Regions from separate parts of the Mus musculus genome. Here region 2 is linked to region 1. A link is a contact called in public HiChIP or PLAC-seq data. All regions are on one chromosome and are shown on one strand. The core of a region is the stretch at or near the end of the contact, and the rest is flanking DNA. Distances in the headings are between cores, read along the strand shown.

Region 1 (6,765 bases), core at 2,708-5,207:
TTTTGTTTTCTATTTTGTTCTCAGCAAATATGGGTTAAATCATTTGTCCATCTTCTAAGGGCTGATGTCCTTAAGTTTGCTGAAAGCAACCACAAACACCAGCCATGTAGGAAGAAACGGCATGGGATGAAAGCTCCAGAACTTCTTGGGTGTTTCCCAATTTCCTAAAGGAACTTTTGGTTCCTTAGTTGTGTGCATTTGAAAATATGCCAAATATCACAAAACTTATGACAATTAGAATTTAGAGCTGTGGTTCTCAATTTTCCTAATGCTGACACATTTTAATACAATTCTTCATGTTATAGTGATCTCCAAAAAATTATTTTGTTGCTATTTCATAACTAATTTTGCTAATGTTATGAATCATAATGGAAATATTCTTAGAGATACAAGTTTGACAAAGGGGTCATGACCCACAGGTTGAGAAACACTGACTTAGACCTTCATACTGCTTTAATACTTATATAGTCTGCTGCAAAGATTCTTGCTTTCAATACCACTAAAGTTCTTACCAAAATTAAATTATAAGAACAATGGTATCTAACTAAACTGAATGTTCATTTCTGAATCAAGCATGAAGTTTGCAAGGCACATTTTATGCCTTCTTTTATTCTCTCCCCTCTAGAATCCTACGGAATGATATAATCAGGACATTATAAAGTCCATTATAAAAATTCAACAGAGGATTAAGTGGACAGGTTGATATCAAATTTTACGTCCATGTTTGGTTTGCGGGCACTCCTGCATTTCATCTTATAAATCCTTCGGTTTTACTATGATACTCAGGTGATTACATTGATTATATTTCTGCTTACTATGATCTCAGTTTCTGCCCAGATGATATAGACAGGAGCTTCAAAGACCCAGTATCCCAGACAATGCCATTTAATAATTTAATAACAATGCATAGTAAAAAGCGTGTATTTATTTATTTATTAATAATGATTTATTAACTATTCAAGAGCAATGTATGCTGAGAACAGTCCAGTCTTGATTTGAGATAACTCAACAGATGGAAGAACAATGCAGGTCACTTCCTCTGTTGCCAGCTTTGAGCCCCTGGCTCACCTACTTTCCAGGTCCTTGGACCTTTAGCAAACTTCCTGATCCTCCTAATTCTGACCTATACTTGATTCTCAATTCTGAAGCTTACAAAATGCCCCTATTAAAGAATCCTGCAAATTCTATCTAGAATCCAGGGTCATGCTATGGCAGATTCCCCATGATTGTTAGGTCTGAGCTACATGGCTGCAGTTTCTGATAAGCTGAGTGAACGTCCAGTCACACTCTTAATACATCATAAGTGTGTGTGTGTGTGTGTGTGTGTGTGTGTGTGTGTGTGTGTGTGTGTGAGAGAGAGAGAGAGAGAGAGAGAGAGAGAGAGAGACTTCCATGTTATAGTTACATACTGACAAAGATTCTACTCATCACTTTGTAAGTAGCACAGTGATTTTGTTTTTTTTCTTTTTTAATTAGATATTTTCTTCATTTACATTTCAAATGCTATCCCCAAAGCCCCCTATACCCTCCCCCCGCCCTGCCCCCCAACCCACCCACTCCCGCTTCCTGGCCCTGGTGTTCCCCTGTACTGGGGCATATTATCTTCGCAAGACCAAGGGCCTCTCCTTCCACTGATGGCCGACTAGGCCATCCTCAGCTACATATGCAACTAGAGGCAAAACTATGAGGGGTATTGGTTAGCACAGTGATTTTAAAGAGCAAATAAAAACATTGTTTTAGACTTTAGCACCAATCACAAAAATCATTATAAACACTGTACTGTAGTATAAAACCAAATTTAAAAAGTAATTTCAGATTTTTAAATGGAGTTTTACATTTTAAAACTCAAGATAATAATGAATGTCCACAGGGTGAGTTTAGATTTCAAATTCATTTTAAGAATTCTGCTCAAGATCATTTTCTTTCTAGACATGGAATATGTGCCATTTTTTTCTCCTACCAAAGGATGAGAACTATTGGAGAAAAGGTTAATACTAGAAACAGTTCAGCAAAGAGAGGTACCAAGGAGGATCTGTAAGATCATTACCCTGTCAAGGAAATAACTTTCCAATATGTAGTCATGGGTCTGCAGTGTCCAGGCCACAGACTAGTTCTCACTAGTCACCTCTTCTGTCAGTTACTGGAGGACAGTTACATTCATCTCTTCTGTCAGTTACTGGAGGACAGTTACATTCATTTATGACACATGCGCTGTTGTTCACTCTATGGACATAGTCCTCATGATCTAACCTTTTATATAAAAATTTGCATGCAGTTCCTAATAAAAGCAACAAACTAATCCTGGTTTGTAATCCTGGTTCTGTCCCTAACTAACAGTCTGATCTTGGGCAAATAAAAGTCTTGGTTATCATGAAACTCATTAATAGCACCTAACTCACTTGAGCTTACAACCAACTCCACACACACTCAGAATAGCAGTGCTATATTTATTCTCTTATTGTCCCAAACCCTACCTGCCTTGTGTAGCTCTTTTCCAAATGTCTTTAGTGAAAAGTACCTTCCTGACATATGTACTGCATGGGAAAACTACATTTTGTGGTTCTCAGCAATGACTACCATTAGAATCACTTATAGAACCTTTAAAAAGGAAATGACTACACTTTGCCTGAGCCCCAAGTTGTTTCATCAGACTCTCAGATGGGGGTGAGATGTTTTAAACTTTCTCCTAAATTTGAATATCCTCAAGCTGAGAACTATGTTCTTGGCTTAAATCAAATTAGTATTTATAATGGAAGCTATATGACATGAATCCTATGATTTTGAACAAGTAAGCTAAAATATTGCCAATATGAGAAAAGATAGGTACCACAAAGATTTGCTAACATTTTACATGAAATTATTTAGACTCATAGCACCATGTTTAAGTCACAGCCAATATTTATATGCCAAGCATGGATCCCTCTTCATGGATAGATGAGGAAAGTAAGAGTAGTTGATTTTAGAATCGATTTGTGCCACAGAAATATATAGTATTTAATCCTTGTCTCTGGATTCTGTCAAGAGCATCTCCTGAAAATTTCTTAGAAACAGTAGCATCACATACTCCTAACAGTGGGTTCCAAAAACCTTTGGAGTTTCCTGGGTGACAGGAGCCTCTTGTGTTTCCATAAAGGCAGACCCTGGATAGCTTCATGTGGGGCTCCTTGGCAGAAAGATCAATTTCAAATTTTCAAATCCCATTCCTTTATTACAATTTCTGAGAAGAAGAACTGGTATGCTACGCACAGTCCAGTGAAGTCTGCTTGGCAGGCCGAGAGGCCTGGAAGCACTCATGAGGCAAAGAGTTTCACGGAAACCCAACCTCCTGGAACCTTGGCATTCTCATAACCCTTATACTCATACCCTATCCCCGCATTAATCTGGTGTACGGATCCACGTGCTCTCTTTTAGTATTATTTTATTACAAGTGTCTTTAAAGATTGAATTCTGACATAGCTAAGCCTTCGCCAGTGTTCCATCATCCTAGAAAATCCTTGAAGTCAACAAACTTGGAATTCAGTAGGAATTCAGTGAGAAGGTTACCTATTCAGTAACATTCAAATTTACTTCTAGTAGAGACAGTGAAACTAATTAGGCATTACAAAGAACGGAGCCAGAATAGCTCAGAGCTAGACTGCAGAGTGATTACTTAGGACAGTAGCCAGTCTCATCCAAACAAGGGAATACACAATGGCCTAGCTATTAGGTGGGTTTACCATGTAAGAGTTAGGGAATCCCACTGAGACAGGGATCTTCTCTACAGCCAGGTATAGCAGGCTACATTGCACATTAGAAGCAAGTTGGTGAATTCTTCTGATAAATGATTCACCATAGATACTTAAAAGAACAGCCAAGTTACACTCATACAAGAATTTATCAAGGCCTTGGAAATAGGGGGGTTGTGGTATTGCATTATTCATGAGAAGGTCTGCTAGAGCAGAATCCCCTGGTGCTAGCTTTCACAAGGCTCAAAGGAGTAGCACAAATTATGACTAGGGTGTGAAATTCTTACCTGTCATTAGCTGACCCTAAGCAGAGCTGTTTTATCTTTACTGTAAATATTATCTGGTTCCTGTAAGTCCTTTTGAAGTCATTCCTTTGTTTTGTGTCAGGTAACTTCAATGTACTTTGCCTGCTGTGACATCCTAACCCTCTGTTTTCTGTATTATATAAGACTGGTGTACACTTTGTGAAAATACATTCAGATTCTACACAACCTCTTGTGTTGATTTTGTCTGTCATTCGCCAACTCCTTGTCCACTTGCAACTAGAGACCCATTCTATGCAGACAGGGACCAAAAGGGTCTGCAGCACTGGGAGAGGCTGAATTTATCAATTCATGTCCACATGACTGAACCTGTCAATGACAATTTCCCACAGCTTTGAGGTGACTATGCATACCCACATGTCAGGAGGTGGAGCCCGTGTCCTGACACACTTCTGTGCCTTTATTGTAACTTTGACAGTATAGAGTTTTCCTGAGTTCTGTGAGCCATTCTATCAAGTCATGGACATTAGCAAGAAACAGAACCTTCCACACAGCCAGCTGGTCAGAAGGGGAAGCAGTCTTGTGGATCTGTGTATTTAACCTCTGAGTTCTGAGGCTAACTCTAGGGGATCGTAGTATCAGAATTAAAATAGGGGACACCTGGTTAGTGTCAAAGGAAAGGCTGGAGTATTAAAGTTGGTGTTAGAGAAAGATGCTCAAGTTTGGTGTCAGAAGTGTTCTATGAATTGAAAGAGATCATAGTACTTCTGAAAAAGAAAAGCAAAACCTACGATACACCCATTTTGCAAAAAGTCATTTATTAGGAATATGTCGCTGCTTCTTTACAAAAAAAGAAAATATATATCCTTTTTTTTATGAGGAAATCTTTCCAGACTTTGTAGATTTTCATTTGTTTTATATTTAATTTTCCAGTTAGTGTTTCTGGTAAGTTTCTCCAAATTAAATTTCCAGTTGCTAAAATACTAGCCAATCAATTTCTATAAACAGGCTTCAGCTAGTCTTGTTGGCCTCCACTTCCCTGTCTTGTTTATCTGCACATTTTGTCTTTCCTTATGCACTTCTCCAAACCAAAATGAGCTGCATGGAGTAACTCACTGGTCCCATTCATGTGTGCTTGATGCATGCATGCACTTATATGTGTACACACACACAAATAAATATAATTCTTGAGATTTTGTCTTTTCCTGTCAATTGTAATGTAAAGTGCAGGCCCCCTGTGACCCTGCCTCCAAGTTCCCTTTTCCCAGGTGTGTCAAGTTAGCATCTAATCTAAGCTACAACACAGTACAAGCCTAAAGAATTGAGTTCCAGCACAGATGCCATGGTGGAAGGAGAAAACCTTCCTAAGTTGTCCACTGACACCCCTCCCCCCTTTGCATCATGGCACCTGCTGCCTGCACTCATGAACTCACATCATACTACAGGAAATAAGTGAATAAAATTAAGGTTCAAAGAAACAAGACCAGCTTACTACTACCTCTTAAGGGAACTGCACAATAGTCCTACTGCCTCACTTGCTCTCTCCTGGCCTCCTCAGGCACCAGGTATGCAAGCAAAACACCCACACACATTTAAATTATATTTTAAAAGATTAAACAAAGCCCAGAATTGCAGGTGCATTCCTATAATCTCACCAGAGGCAGGAGTATTGTGCTATAAATTTGAGGCCATCCCAGTCTCCATATCCAATTCCAAGCTAGCCAGATCTTGTCTCAAAAGTACCAAACAATGAAAACAACCCAACCAAACAAAACCAACAAGAAAGAAAGAAAGAAAGAAAGAAAGAAAGAAAGAAAGAGAGAGAGAGAGAGAGAGAGAGAGAGAGAGAGAGAAAGAAAGAAAGAAAGATAGAAAGAACTCAAACAAAATATGAGAAAAGATACACTAAATCCATATACATGTATTTACATGACTTAAAAGAAATAAAATCACCCACTGATGTATGAGGAAATGCTACTGTCTTTCGGTTAGGTTTCTTGTGAAAGGTCACCATGAAGGCCACACTGCTGCCATGCTCCTCCCCAACAGTGCTGTCAATGCTGGCATCGTTCTCAGTTCCAATACTGGTTCCCTTTGCCCCAGAACCACCTTCCAGGAGGGAACATAGATTTGTTCCAACCATAACAAACTGCTTGAAGATAGAAGTTATTTCAAGAAAAACAGAACTTAATGGATGGAATGAGAGAAGTTACTTCCCTTTTGCTGCATTTCTTCTTTTAAAATTTCACAAGTAGAGTTACTATAGCAACCAGGGAGCCCTTACAGAAGCCCTGAATGCCACACAAGAGAAGTGGAAGCAGGAGTCTGCTTTCTGCCTGGGAGGGAGAGGAGCAGGGCTTGGCATGGGGTCCTTCAGAGGTAGGGACAGCTGTGGAAGAATAGCCTCACCCGACTTCTGCAATGTGTCCTCTGACCTGGAAGGAAGGAATGAAAGTTGCCACAAGTAAGAGAATTTTGGCAACTTTGAGGACTCCCAGCTATATTTCCCATCATGTGGCATTTTTCAGGAGAATATATGGCTCTAGACACACCACAACAGAAAGAAAATAGCTGAAAAAAATAAGTTCATGTCAACCATTCTTTTAAGTTGTCTCTATTTCCTTTTCCAATTGTGTGTGTGTGTGTGTGTGTGTGTGTGTGTGTGTGTGTGTGTGTGTGTATAGGCCAGTGCAGGCGTTGGATTCTGTAGAGCTGGAGTGCAGTTACAGATAGATTTTAAAATGTTTGACATGGATCCTGAAAACTGAACTTGGGTC
Region 2 (6,890 bases), core at 3,857-6,356, 77 kb after region 1:
AGAAATGTAGACTATGTTATTAAAGGCTTTCCAGAATACAATGCTCCTTTCTACCCACTTCATGCAATGTCCCTCAATGGGAAAGCCTCTTTAGACGTAAGGCCCTAAACACTACAACTCTCATTAGTCAATCAACTTTGTAGACTCTCGACCATGGGCTGAACTCTATACAAGAGACTTTTTCCCCCTGCAAACTTCCGTTTTCTACAGACTGTTGTTCTCACTGCAGGCACTTCATGAGATAATGGGGTAGGAAAAGAAATAAGCTACTGAGTTAGCAGAAACAACACTGAGTAGGAACAATGGCCTCAATCCCAAGCCCTCCATATGTTCCACTCCACAGGAGGAAAAAGGAAAGCCTACAAAAAGGCTGGATAAAGCCCCAAATAAGATGGTAAAAGTATAAATACTCAATAATTACAATATAAACAGGATAAAAATCTCACCTGTCAACAAAAACATTTTCATCTTACACTGTCTGTATTCTTTAGAATGTATAAATCAAATTATCCTGGGCTGTCTTTAACCCCTCAATAAGCATCCTCCACTGTCCACCTCTGTGTGTAACATAGCAATGTCTTTAAGTATGAGGTGTGAATACTTCAGGTGTGTGTGAATGAATGCCTCCTACCAACCCAGAAGCCTGTAGAGAAGACGTCATCTGAGTTCCTGCTGCGAATTAGAATCCATGGGAAGAAACTGTTCTGCAACGACCAATTTTCCCCATGAAGAAATCGATCTTGAGAGCATGAGTAACCAAATGGCTTCTTGAGCTGGTCTGAGACAGAATCTCAGTCTTCAGACCAGACTGACCTGCAGCTAATAACTCACTTGTGGGCTTTGAAAGTATGATAACCTTCTTGCCTCAGCGTCCATATGCTAGAATTACAGGTACAGGTAACCATGCTTGGCTGTCTTCTAAATCTTAAAACATTAATTCAGAGGCTGGAGAGATGGCTCAGCAGTTAAGTGCTCTGGTCTTCCAGAGCACTAGAGGGTCAATTCTTAGCACCCACACGGTGGCTCACAACAGTCCGTGACTCCAGTACTTGGTGATCTAATGCCTTCCTGCCGCCTTGGGCACCAGGCATGCACATGGTGCATAGATCAACATGCAGGCAAAACACAAATACACATAAAATAAAATTCTTTTAAAAATTAAACAGTGGGTCCACAATTGTCAAAATACTCCTTCCAAGACAAAGGACTACCTGAGTCTCTTACTCTTAATTCTGAGTGCTCTCAAGCACTTCCTTAGGAGTCTTGAAAACACTGCCTAAGGGGATAGTAAACATCCTCAAGCTAGACACCTTCAGGTTTGAATCCTGGCCCCAAATCACCAGTTAATTTCTCCAATCAACTTAATGACTCTCTTTGTACATCAATCCTCTTACTAGTATGATTTTTGTGAAATAAATTTATGTACATCTATATTTATGTGTATCACAACAAATTTCTTTTAAAAAAAAAAGACATTCTATGATAATAGCTACTGTAGCATGTAGGGGGAGAATAGTCATTTGTTCGTTCAAGTGATACTAAAGAATTTCTTAGTGGCAGATTTGGGGAGACACAGGAATGAATAAATGGCTCCTGACAACTGATGTGTGTAACCTTACTTTCACCATCCCAGTCCTATTGAGTATCACCACTTCCACTGTGCAGGGGAATCTCATAGCTAGTGATGGAACCGGATTCACGAGTGCTACATGACTCCCAAACTTCTGTCTTCAACATTTTAAACTTCACCTCCCTCATGTGAATACTTAACATCTAGTCAAAAGCAGAGATGCAGTCTGTAGACTTTGTTTTTATTATTTTTGACACACAATAAGAGTACTGTTTAAAAGAGAGTTTCATAGCCACAGAACAGTGGCTAAACAGTGACAGCTGAGTTCTCTTTTTGTCCACTTGGTGGTGTTGTTTTGATTTTGTTGTCACTGCTTGCTTGGTTTTGAGGCAGAGCCTCAGCCTATGCTGGCCTTCACAGCAACCTTCATTGCTCAGTCTTCCAAATCCTGGAACCACAAGAGTTTCCACCAAGTTCTTGTTCTTCTTTTACTTTCTTCCTTCCTTAAGAAAAGTAACATTCCTCTGGAAGACTGTCCACTCTGATTCATCTCAATTGTGCGGCTCCCACATATAAATTTTTCCCCCCGAAGGAACTGGCACTTCCCAAGAATTTAATTTGGCTTATTTTTTCCATGAAGGAAACAGTTATTTAATAATGGATGGTTTGGGGAGATTTAATAAGGAAAGTCAGATTTGATTCAAAGGAAGAAACATTCTACACTTTTTTCTTACATTCTTTACTTTCAACAGGTGTTTTAGAAAACTAGGTCCTTTTCCTTCAGTTGCTACAGATTTTATTGTGTGAAGGGAGCAGCCACACCTATTCAGATACAAGTAATTCTTTCCCAAGGTTGACAATAATACGAGAAAAGGCTGACTCACAGGAAGGGCAATACTGATACAATATAACAAAACTAGAAGGGCAATACTGATACAATATAACAAAACTAGAAGGCTCTGCTGTAAGCTCTTTACTTCTCTTAAAACTGCATTTCCTCATTGTATGGGGGAGCACTCATGTGTGCACCTCCCACCAGAACTGATTCTCTTCTTCCATCATGCAGGTACCAGGGATGGAACTCAGGTCATACGTTTGGAAGCAAGCATCTAATTTACCTGCTGAGCCTTCTCTACTGTTCATAGGTACTCTATTTCTTTTTTTATTATTATTTAAACAAATTTCTATTAGATATTTTCTTCATTTACAATTCAAATGCTATCCCAAAAGTCCCTTATACCCTCTGCCCACCCTGGTCCCCAACCCACCCACTCCTGCTTCCTGGCCCTGACATTCCCCTATATTGGGGCATATAATCTTTACAAGACCAAGGGCCTCTCCTTCCATTGATGGCCGACTAGGCCATCTTCTGCTACATATGTAACTAGAGACACAGCTCTGGGGGGTACTGGTTAGGTCATGTTTTTGTTCCTTCTATAGGGTTGCAGGCCCCTTTAGCTCCTTGGGTATTTTCTCTAGCTCTTCCATTGGGGGCCCTGTGTTCCATCCAATAGATGACTGTGAGCATCCACTTCTGTATCTGCCAGGCACTGGCATAGCCTCACAAGAGACAGCTATATCAGGGTCCTGTTGGTAAAATCTTGCTGGCATATGCAATAGTGCCTGCGTTTGGTGGTTGATTATGGTATGGATCCCTGTAAATAAATCTTTTTTTGTTTTGTTTTTGTTTGTTGGTTTGTTTTGTTTTGTTTTTCGAGAAAGGGTTTCTCTGTATAGCCCTGGCTGTCCTGGAACTCACTCTGTAGACCAGGCTGGCCTCAAACTCAGAAATCCACCTGCCTCTGCCTCCCAAGTACTAGGATTAAAGGTGTGCGCCACCACTGCCCGGTGGTACTCTATTTCTGAAATTGCTAGAGATTCCCTTTGAATTTAAAAATTAGAAGGAGGGCTGGAGGAATGGCTCAGTGGTTAAGAGCACTGACTGCTCTTCCAGAGGTCCTGAGTTCAATTCCCTGCAACCACATGGTGGCTGGCTCACAGCCATCTGTAATAGGATCTGATGCCCTCTTTTGGTATGTCTGAAGACAGCTATAGTATACTCAAATAAATATATATTTAAAAAAATAAAAATAAAAATTAGGAGGAGAAGACCAAATTTAAAAATTAGGAGGAGAAGACTTCAGCAATGGATGGAAAAAAAACCAAAAAACAAACAAACAAACAAACAAAAAACCAGGATAGCTGGGCATAGTGAGTAGTAGCCTGCTTACCCAAGTGCCCTGAATTCTACTCCCAGTATGGGGGTGGGGGAATGGGGAGGGCACAAATAAATAAAAGAGCAAACAGAACCCTTTCTCCTACAAGCATAGCTGCTTTGCAGAAATAATTTATAGACTATACTGTGACTCTTGAAAGAGGATGTTTCATATTTTGATCGTCTCTTCAAAGCATTTGAAAATAAATCTAGTAACATAACAGAGGCATCAGACCAGTGTCTGTGCTGAAAACAACGGGTGACAAAATGCGATGACAAAGCAAACCATTTTCACTTAATAACATTTTCATTCAGTTTGGTGAATCACAGCTAGAACTGGAAGAGATCTCCAGAATACTTTATCAGTTTCTTACTTCTACAGGAAATGATTACAGAGGACTCTCCGTGATCCAGTTCATGCATCATCTCACATCCTGACTTATCTAACGTGAACACACACTTAACACACCATCCATCACGATTTTCTGTCATGTGCCTTCTATAGCTTCGGGACAAGGAATAGACAGCATATTTACCAGTCTCGACATTGATCATATTGATAAAAACACAAAGCTGCTTGCTCAATCATTACAAAATGAAAGTAAAGAAGGGTGAGATTTCTTTTTAAGATTCAAAATATTCAAAAACATAAACATTATCTGAGTGTTTGACTTTTGCCCTCGGGAAGGGAGCGCCAGGGAACTAAGGTCAACTGAGCAGAGGAATTTGGTGAATCTTAAACAGCAGTATATTGAAAAATAGGTTGTACAATTCCTAATAAAGCTTTTTCTAAGGGCACACCTTTAGTTTTTTAAGAACAAGCTGGCCATATTCTTGAAGCTTTGGGAGAAAGAACAAACTAACTAGGAATAGTGTCCTGCGGGGTAACTAACCTGTGAGGATCCCTTTCACAACAGAAGGCAGCCCTTTCCCCCAGGTCCTCAACAGCCAAAGGCACACACCCACACCCACTCCACTCCTAACACCCCGTCAAGCCCCCAACACGCGGCACGCCCTCCGCCAGTCCCCAACACAGGCGTCACGCCCCCAACACGCGCGGCACGCCCCCCGCCGGCCCCCCAACACGCGGCACGCCCTCGCTCCGCTCACCCACGCATTACCTGCGGCCTGGCTGGGTTGCGCGACACGGTCAAGGCGCCGCAATTGCGGCGAAGGCCTGCTCCAGGGCCGGGGGATCCCGGGCGGCAGGTAGGAGCCTGACTTCCGCCGGATGGCCACCCGCCTGAAGTTATGGTCGCTCTCGCTGTTCATGGTGGCCTGCGGTCACTCCCGCAAGCCTTGCCCCGCGCGCGTCCAGGTTGCGCGACTCCCTGCGCTCCCTCCCCGCGCAGGCCTCGCTTCCCGGGCCTGCGCTCCGACTCCGTCGTCGGACTCTCCGGCAGCGGCCGGCCCAGGCCGCCCCCGCTGCACAGCCAATCGCCAGAGTGCAGCGCGGTCCCGCCCGAGCGCCGAAGAGGCTTGGGGGGGACCGGCGTCGCCCATTGGCCCAGGGGAAGGCAGAGTGCACCTGCCTGGCTCACCTGAACCTCAGAAACGCCTCATCAGCTTACTTACCGACCACGCCCTGGGATGCTGGAAGAACAGTCTGGCTGTTACTCACCACACTTTCAAGAGCCAAAGTCTCCCAGGCTACCGCGCTGCAAACTTTAGGTAAGGAAACCCAGCTTTGAAAATGACTGAGAAGCCGGAATTCCAGATGCACCGCCGGCTCTTGGAAGAAGCGAATCAGCTTGCCGGGAGCGCTGTTCAAGCAATAAGGAAGCGCAGCTCTCACCTTAAAGGGAATAAAAGTTTCTTCTGCAGCCCTTTTGAGTAACCATGGCCCAGGAACACAGATTTAGACAACCTCAAATTCCATGTTCCAATGCGGAAGCAGTCTTAGAGTTTCACAGAACAAAGAAAGTCGTAAATCAAGGCAAGTTTAAAGTCCATTGGTAGGTATATCAGAGAGGCGGTTACCAGCAAGATGGAGGTTTTTGAATAGGCTTGAGATACTATCTCGTGACATTCTTAGCTTTGTGGTTGCTAGAAGTCATCTAAGTCAGTCAATAGATTCCAAAGGTTAGTTTAATCTGTTAGTCATGGGATGTTAGTTTTAAAGTAGAGGTGGACAAGAAATGACTGTTCCCCTGGGCTAAAGCTAGGCCAAGGTAAGTTAATTAGCCTCTGGGCTTGCAGCGTTCTAACCTCTCTACAGTACTGAAGTTCTAACCAGCCAGTCAGTCGGTGCAGACAGATTCCCTTCAGATTTCATCCACAGAATAACACTGGTTTCCAGAACAGCACAAGACCCAGTTTATCATGACCACTGTTAAAGATAATGTAGTAATAAAGTCAACAGATTTATGAATATGAAGCAGTTTCCAATGTACATTTCCACGGCAGAAAAAGGACATGACCACAGAGAAAAGACAAAAGTAGCTAACATGGTTACCTGGCTCAAGACAATAGCTTTTTTTTTTTTTAAAGATTTATTTATTTATTATATCTAAGTACACTGCAGCTGTCTTCAGACACTTCAGAAGACACTTCACACACTTCAGAAGAGGGAGTCAGATCTCCTTACGGATGGTTGTGAGCTACCATATGGTTGCTGGGACTTGAACTCAGGACCTTCAGAAGAGCAGTCGGGTGCTCTTAACCGCTGAGCCATCTCACCAGCCCGACAATAGCTTTTAAAGTCCCCTAAATACAAGAAAAGTTTGTCCTCTCTCTCTCATGAACAGACTTGCTCTCAAATCCCCATCTTATTGATTTAGGATATAGTACCTTACTTAAAAAATAATTTAGGACTTCACATTGCCCTCCTTCTTTCATCTAGACTTAGTTGCATAACAGACTACATGTAATTTTCCAACTCTACAGAGTTGTGAGATAAGTTGACTCCAGCCTTTAGAGAGGAGAGAGATGAGCCTGGGGATGCCTGCTTATCTGCAGCTCAGGAACATTTTAGCACACTTCATACTGAAAATGGACCATAGCAACTCATTCCTAACACTGCCTTCAGGAATTTAGTGATAATGCACTAATGTGCTTTAGAGTTCTTTTTTTCTTCTTTTTTTATTGGATATTTTCTTTATTTAC

What was found. HiChIP or PLAC-seq counts read pairs in DNA pulled down with a chosen protein or histone mark.
Region 2: an H3K27ac HiChIP or PLAC-seq map of embryonic stem cells shows a contact between it and region 1, with 12 read pairs. The contact joins the promoter of Fgd4 here to the enhancer-like site in region 1. A contact is called at or near these places in 1 of 15 datasets of contacts at CTCF or cohesin (CD8 T cells), 12 of 484 Hi-C or Micro-C datasets (the HPC-5 cell line, Sertoli cells, bone marrow-derived macrophages and 6 more), 5 of 115 datasets of contacts at active chromatin or transcription factors (bone marrow-derived macrophages, embryonic stem cells and microglia) and 4 of 9 other capture datasets (adipose tissue, embryonic stem cells, liver and 1 more).

What each region holds. Positions count from the first base shown.
Region 1 is chr16:16,519,419-16,526,183 of GRCm38.p6, forward strand. All of the region lies in intron 1 of Fgd4 (FYVE, RhoGEF and PH domain containing 4), which reads right to left. Among named protein-coding and RNA genes, the nearest start is that of Fgd4, 77 kb to the right of the region's middle. Within about 2 kb of position 3,958, at least 16 of the 459 cell types and tissues checked have an H3K27ac peak or open chromatin away from gene starts, as enhancers often do. A contact at or near this core is called in embryonic stem cells and microglia, where this site is marked.
Region 2 is chr16:16,594,872-16,601,761 of GRCm38.p6, forward strand. Fgd4 (FYVE, RhoGEF and PH domain containing 4) reads right to left here and starts at 5,107. Exons shown (of 17, transcript NM_001301817.1): 1 at 4,907-5,107. The coding sequence starts at 5,057.